Regions from separate parts of the Danio rerio genome. Here region 2 is linked to region 1. Evidence: chromatin contacts called from public HiCAR-type data. All regions are on one chromosome and are shown on one strand. The core of a region is the stretch at or near the end of the contact, and the rest is flanking DNA. Distances in the headings are between cores, read along the strand shown.

Region 1 (3,906 bases), core at 1,032-3,531:
TTCCTCGTATGTGCGAACATACCTGGCGATAAAGCTCTTTCGGATTCTGATTAATTAACCAAATAAGTGTTTATTTCAGTGAGTTTGGAATACCATGAGAGAATTTATTTATTTATTTTATTTATTCTTTTACAGTTTATATAGCATTAAATCTCTTGTATTTATATCCAATGCTATACTATACGCTATCAAATATGTTTTAAAAATAAATGGCAATGGCATCACGGTGGCGCAGTGGGTCGCACGATCACCTCACATCAAGATGGTCACTGGTTCGGCTGGGTTGGTTGGCATTTCTGTGTGGACTTTGCATGTTCTCTCAGTGTTTGCGTGGGTTTCCTCTGAGTGCTCCGGTTCCCCCCACAGTCCAAAGACTTGCGCTATGGGTGAATTGAAAAAGCTAAATTGTCCGTACTGTATTGTATGTGTTGGTGAATGAGAGTGTATGGGTGTTTTCCAGTGATAAGTTGCAGCTGGAAGGGCATCCGCCTCGTAAAAAAGTATGCTGGATAAGTTGGCTGTTCATTCCACCGTGGCGATCCCAAATTAATGAAGGAACTAAGCTGAAAAGAAAATGAAAGTAAATGGCAAGATTAAATGGGCAAGGTTGAAAAAAGCTAATTCTCTCTTCCTCTCTGTCTGACAGGCTGAGAGAGCTGCAGGAATTCAGCAGGGCCCTGTGCTTCAGCAAAACCCCCGGGTGTTAAAGTGGTTTCCCACTGAGAACATCTGTACTATAAAACACTCAGCTAAAATCCACAGCCTCGAGACTTCCAGGGTGTCGCTGGATATTGTGCTGATCTCTGGTTATTCTCCAAATGACTACATTTTAAAAGTCAGGATTAGAGGAAGAGAATCGGAGCCTTGTTTAGCATCGCTAGAAAATTTCCCTTCTACTTTTCGTCACTGAATCATCTGCTAGAAACCTCTTCACAGCCAAAAACGAGAGGTCCAAAAACACACACACTAATGGGAAAGGTATGTGTGTGTGAGATGTTTATGGTGGCTTTGGTTATAATACAGTGTAATGAGCAGGACCAGATGGAAGCAGTAGTACTTTCTTGACTTTTTCTGTGCTTATTTTGGGGGAAAATCAGGAGATTTCTTTGAGGAAACTGTCTGCCTCAAGAGTAAAAAAACGATTTTTTAACAAAGTGCAGGAAATCAAACAGAAGTTTATTTAATATAAGCATATCAATTGCAAGAGGACAGGACAAGACAGTGCTTTTCTTTCTTTCTTTCCTTGTAAACAGATGAGTTTAACAAAAGAACATATAGACGATTAACAATAGGTTGCTTTTACATGACGTCATTAATGTCACGCAAGATTCAGATGGATGGCGGGTCTCTTCTACATACAGTAGGAACTGAAATCAGAATATCAAAATGTTTCTGTTTTGTGTTGCTTATAATTGTTTAAATCAGCCAAAATAATAAATGCTAAACAGCTTTAATAAACTTTTTGCTCACAAAGATGGGAAGCTCAAGAAACTGGCTAAAAAACAGAAGAAAAGACAGCTGTAATAAACATTTAGTCAATACATACATGTGTACACAATAATTTGTTGGACCACCAATAAGGATTATATATAGACCTATATATATATATATATATATATATATATATATATATATATATATATATATATATAAGGTTATGTGTATAAATATTAGGGGGGCAAAAAGTATCGTCCCGTTGTTCTCCACGATTCATGCAGCCCTGCGGTTCAGAATATGCATTATAAATATTGGTTTGTTAATAAAAACAATTGCAACGAAGCAGTACCGCCCTTGTACATTTCCAATTACCTCTCACGCTCATTGCATGTGCGCAGAGGAAGACCTGTCCAACCACCTCTTGGTATGTAAATCTGTTGTTGACATCACGTTTCCTCACGTGTCATGTCGGGAAATTTCAGCTTATTTTCTTAATTTATTTGAACATACAAAAGGCCCTACTTTTATTTAATTAATGCGAGAACATGCAAATCTACAGTCATATGTGTGAAGCTGTTACATTGTCAGGTGTTTGTTAAGTATGTTTATTGTTGACATTTTCATATACTTTTACTATGAGGTAGAAATGGCTTTCCAGAACTTATGTTAAATAGGCTAAAATGAAGCTGAAATACAATCAAATTAGCTCAAATAATGAACCAAAACGAGCACAAGGTTGATGTGTGACTAAATTGTGTGGATCTAGTAAACCGCAACGTGTCCAGGACTCTCTCCAGGAACAGATGTTTTTTTTTTTCAGCCACATGAGGGCAGCAGAGCCACGTGTGATCAGGGCTTAAATCACTTACACTCGACATATGAATTCAGGGACGTGAAATAAAGAGCTGAGTAAGACTGATATTTACCACAGCTGCAATCTCTGCTCCTGACTGATGGTTGAGAGCTGCCAAAACCACTGAAGCCAGAAAGAAGAAAAAGGTGCTGGTGGCAGTGTTGATTAAATCCTGCAAATGCGAGGAAGAGAGAGAATGTGATTATTATATTAACTACAGAACATGCATTACTGTGCAAACTGTGTCCATTAGGCAGAACAACATTTCTAAACTCTCTCACACAAACACGTACATACATACAGTGCTCAGCATAACGGAGTACAGCCCATTTTGAAAATTAATATTTTTCTCCATTCCTCAGTGAACATAGGCAGTGAATGTTTTTGGTGAATTTGAACAAAACAGATTAAACATATATATATATATATATATATATATATATATATATATACACACACACACACACACACACACACACACACACATATATATATATATATATATATATATATATATATATACACACACACACACACACACACACACATATATATATATATATATATATATATATATATATATATATATATATATATATACATACACACACAAACACACACATACATATATATATATATATATATATATATATATATATATATATATATATATATATATATATATATATATATATATATATATAATATTTTTGTCACCAAACATTCAGAAATTGAAAGATAAAACATTTCAATTCAAGCAAAATACAGCAAATTTTTTTAAAAATATAAATTTGACTGTACTTGTTTTTGGACCATTATTGTAAGTTATTTTGTTAGATAAGCTCCAGATTTGGCTTCAGTACTGACTGATCTAATGTATTTGCACAAATATAATATTGTAAAGCTTCCTATTAAAAATATGAATTTAAAAGAGAGATTTGTGAGGGGTGTATGCATATATGCTGAGCACTGTATGCACATGATTGAGTCATTATTTACTCTCCCTCAAGAGGCTCTAAACCAGAGGTGTCCAAAGTAGGGCCCGCAGGCCAAAATTGACTCACTGTAACCTTTGATTTGGCCCACCATCCCATGACAGAATAAAGTGAGAATGAGGGAGACAATTGGAGCATTTTATTGCTAAGCTAAAAAAAAAAAAAAAAAAAACTAAAATTAAATGGTAATTATTCAGATTTTTAAAAATGTAAATACCCTCACTGGACGGATAGAGGACTATGCAGAAGACAACTAAAGGCAAAAACTAAACTATTTCAATTCTGTTACATGGGATTGTTTTTGTTTTTACTTTAAAAAGTTTATTATAAAATGTAAACAATAATTTAACAAAGTAATGTTTTCTAGTTATTTTTAAATCGTATTAAATACATTACCAATATCAAATATATTTACCTCTCGCCCAATACACTCTAATTTGTTTTTTGGTCGTTGATAAGAAAAAGTTTATATATATATAGGGATTTCTAAATCAAAATCTGGGTATTTATTTATTTTTATGTTGATAATTATTCTACATTTCGAATTGTGTTTGTACCTTGACTGATTTAGTTTAGTTAGTTTATTTATAAAGCACAATAAAACAATAGTTGTTGTGTATT
Region 2 (3,906 bases), core at 443-2,942, 68 kb after region 1:
AACTTATCTTTGCGCTCAGCCAAAACACGTTACCTGAGAACAAGTAATAGATTCCAGTGACCAAAGTCAGGGAATATGTCGTTAGATAAAGACAACAAGATGAATGAAATATCACGTTTAATAAATATAGTGAGATTAGATCCAGCGGGAGATGCTTGATGAGAAGTCCGACTAGCAGAGCTCTCATCTGGGTAGATGGGCTCCAGCGATTGCCAAAGTGTGTGTGTGTGGTCACGTGATGTGCGTTTTCAGCGTTTTGGTGTGGACGGAGAGCAGTTCAGAAACGCTGGGTAAAACGCGAGTGTGGACGCGGATCGTTTTCATTCTAAAACGCCGTTTTAAAACTAATACGCACTAGTGTAAACGGGGCCTTAGTCAAGCCTTACTTTGCACTCCACTGACAATGATTGGAAGCTGCCCAGAGATGCGTTGAGATGGCATATTTTCCATTACAATAAAATTCTTTACATTTAAAATATTTATGCTAGATATCTAGAAGAGATACTGCTTATTTTCTACTTTTAATATGAAAAACATAAAAAATATTTTATTTTGTTTACAAAAGCAAAAAGTTATTTATTGTCTCTTTTTCACAAGAAAAAAAAGTGACTAGATTTTAGGCAACGTGTGCTTTACATTCAGTTGTTCAACATTAATGCTCAATAAATATTCATAGATATAGTAGATAGTGTGTGTTTCCTTCAATTATTAGAAAATGATGGCTGAATGTTCAGCTTTGGGTGATAAATGCCTTAACACCAGTTTCCTTCACACAAATAAATTTCCTACACGTTTTACATACATTACATGTAAAGATTGTACACAGAAGTTAAATATGAATCTTGACTAAAAACAAAACTTAGCAAAAGTTACATACCGAAAAGCAAAACATTTTTCCCAGAAGGCAACTTTGAGCTCGAGCGTGTGGAAACTTCGCTGAGGATTGAAGACCTGAAAGACAAAACAACAGATGACAAATCACTCGACATTTCAATGCAATAATCAATAGTTGTGTGGACAGTTATTGTTGTTGGCTGTCAAAACTAAGAAATAAAATGTTACCAAAGCATCCACAAAAATGCTGCTAGCAAAAGGAAACGTTCATTAAAGAGATGAATGACCAATCAACCGTTAGATCACATCAGGGATCAGGAGTTAGCATCTTGACACTTTTCATAAAAACTAAATAAAACATGCACATATAGACACACAGTTAACGATTTAACGCCTTATTGAGAAACCACTTTACCACTACAAAGCATGTAACGTAAAACCGATGAATTTTAACAAAGTATTAACCGACAGCACACAACAGTCATCACTGAGAATGACATGAGCAAATAAACCAAGATAATCTGCGTCCAAACGCTTCAGAAGACTTTCTTTATTGTGTAGCCAACTCCCAATGTCTGACCCAGCCCGACACACACTTTACTACAAGTTAATGTGAAGTATTTTGGAGCTCATCCGGGACCGGCGTCTGAACTGGGCAGCACCCGGCTGGTGACAAAGCAGCAGATCACACTGTCAAATAAACAACCTCCCTGCAAAACCAGCTGCTCTAATGGACGCTTTGAGGGTTCGTGCGTACCAGAGGTTTTGTCCTTCATCATCCTCGTTGCTGTTTTCCATAGTGTCGCCTGTCCCGACTGCGCCCAGTAGCTTCTTCTCTAAAACGGGAGCCATCTTGAGTGTAGAGGCACAAAGGGAGGCGCACACTGAGCGCCCGAGGACCTCGCGTCAGACGCCTCTCCTACTACGGTGAAGGCTGAGCTCATGAATATTAAACGACGCACGATGTCGTTCTTCCAGTTAAAGCAGACCTCAGTGAGTGAGTCATAAATATTAAATAGGCACATGACAGGATGTATCATATGTTCCGGGGGAGAGGCGGTGAGAGTAAATTAATATTCATAACAACGTCTTCGCCATAGTATGAGTCGAAAACGTGCTTATAAAGAACGTAAATACTGAGAGACAACTTAATAAAAAACGAATGACAAGCTAGATATGTAGCCATGTGGTTCCTCAGAACTTATACGTATTATTTTGTTTGTTTAAAATGCCGCGTTGGACATATGCATTTCTAAAATACTTATTTGCCTAGATGTTTAGAATTGTGATCAGGCATGTGAAAAGACAGCGCTATCCGCGTTGGCTTGAATGATGTCATTTCAGACTTTGCCGCGCTCGCTGATGTTTAGCGCATGTGACTCGCTCGCTGATCTGCGGTCAGTTGTTTGTTTTGCTTTGCCATGGTAAAGAACTGAATGTACGGAGAGAAAACTGGTCCACGGGGCTCTTCTTCAAGCGAACAGAGCATACGTCTCAATTGAAAATGTTCTTCTATCAGATGTCAGTTTTCATCATGGAAGTTGTGTGAAGTATAACCAACGCTACTCTTACATGTTCTGCTGTCTTCGAGTAATTTTAGGACGTAAATAACAATATCATCAACTTTAATACAAAATAAGTCATTTTAACTTTTGTAATTACAACATCTATAAAAAGAAAACTTTTATTTTAAGTTCAATATAAATTCTAAAATAGTTGTTGTTATGAATATCTATGAAAACCATGAACAATCGATAAAAAAGCAATTCATAACCATAAGTAACACAAGTACCATAAGTAAACAGGGGCCGCAAGATAGGGTCTGCGGTTATTTTTTTGGAAAAAAAAAAACTAAATTTTTTCGCATGGTGATTGCCTTATTTGGGGCTGGCAAAATCTTTGGCATGATCATGAAACGATTTTTTTGTCGTTAATGTGCGGCGACATCTGCCGGTGGAAAGATCACATGACAACGTGGGCAAACGTCCTACTTCATCCTTTGTTTTTCAAAAACAAAACCAGAGGGTGTCATTTATTAAATAAAACGCACAAGTATCTAATTTAGTGTTACTAGTACCCATTTTAGACACTAGTTTATAAGTAGAACTAGATAATATTGCTTATTCATTAGATACTAATGCTTATTCTTTATTAGGCACTGCTTATTTACACTGTAAATTTTAAGCTGAATCAAATTGCCCTTATGAGCCTATTAAACTGACTTAAAACAACTTGCATAACTTATGAAATTAAGTTAGAACATGATTAACTTAGTTTATTTAGTTTCAATGAACTAAAAACATGCTGTCATGACTAATTGTTCATATATTTTTTTTACAGTGTATTAGATATTAGTACTGAATAATAAGAGACTAGTACCTATTAGATAGTATTAGATATTTATGTATTATATAGTTCTTATTCGTTATTTTTTAATGTTTAGATAATAGTACATATGTATTTGAGTACTTCATTAGAGATCAGTTCTTATTCATTAGATATGCATTTATTAGACACTAGTATGTATTTATTAGATAATAGTTCTCATTCAAAAAGTTACAAGTAAAATTTTAAATTGAACTCCTCTGTAGCCCTTTGGAGTAAACATAAGGCAACTGAAAAGGCAAACTGACTAATATTTATTCTCAAATATTTTTTTAATAGAGAGTTTTAGTAAAAACAAAAAAAGGCGGCTAAATTGTGCAGATCTACAAACAGGCATAGCAATCTTTTTTCATCATTAGTAATTTTTCATTAGTTTATTTAGTAATAGTAATCTCATTTTGCAATTTATGTGCCCTGTTGGACACATTTGTCCAATTTAAGGGATAATTTAGTATAATGGAATAACAAAAAAGAAAAAACACACACACAATTTTGGCACTATTTTCTCTCATAATTTGTTATTTTTTATATTGAACACAGGATATTTCTATGTACTTTATTATTATTATTTTTTATTTAGGTTAGCTGACTTTTAAGTATATGGTACATTTTACAGGAACATACATTTTTACTTATAAAAATGTTACAGGGTCTGTTGTCTTAAAAAAAATCATACAAAGACAAGCA

What was found. HiCAR-type assays count read pairs that join an accessible place to other places.
Region 2: a contact with region 1 is called in a HiCAR-type map of caudal fin, with 5 times the contacts expected there. The contact joins the promoter of dync1li2 here to the enhancer-like site in region 1. A contact is called at or near these places in 5 of 18 Hi-C or Micro-C datasets (caudal fin, embryo, hematopoietic stem cells and 1 more) and 3 of 4 datasets of contacts at active chromatin or transcription factors (caudal fin, embryo and gastrula embryo).

Annotation. Positions count from the first base shown.
Region 1 is chr7:45,210,505-45,214,410 of GRCz12tu, forward strand. It overlaps cmtm4 (CKLF-like MARVEL transmembrane domain containing 4), which reads right to left. Exons shown (of 4, transcript NM_001002492.1): 3 at 2,364-2,462. Among named protein-coding and RNA genes, the nearest start is that of cmtm3, 21 kb to the left of the region's middle. Within about 2 kb of position 2,282, at least 7 of the 62 cell types and tissues checked have an H3K27ac peak or open chromatin away from gene starts, as enhancers often do. A contact at or near this core is called in caudal fin, where this site is marked.
Region 2 is chr7:45,279,055-45,282,960 of GRCz12tu, forward strand. dync1li2 (dynein, cytoplasmic 1, light intermediate chain 2) reads right to left here and starts at 1,693. Exons shown (of 13, transcript NM_001017669.2): 1 at 1,592-1,693; 2 at 878-951. The coding sequence starts at 1,686. It overlaps LOC141375106 (a long non-coding RNA gene), which reads left to right and starts at 2,189. Exons shown (of 3, transcript XR_012382595.1): 1 at 2,189-2,355.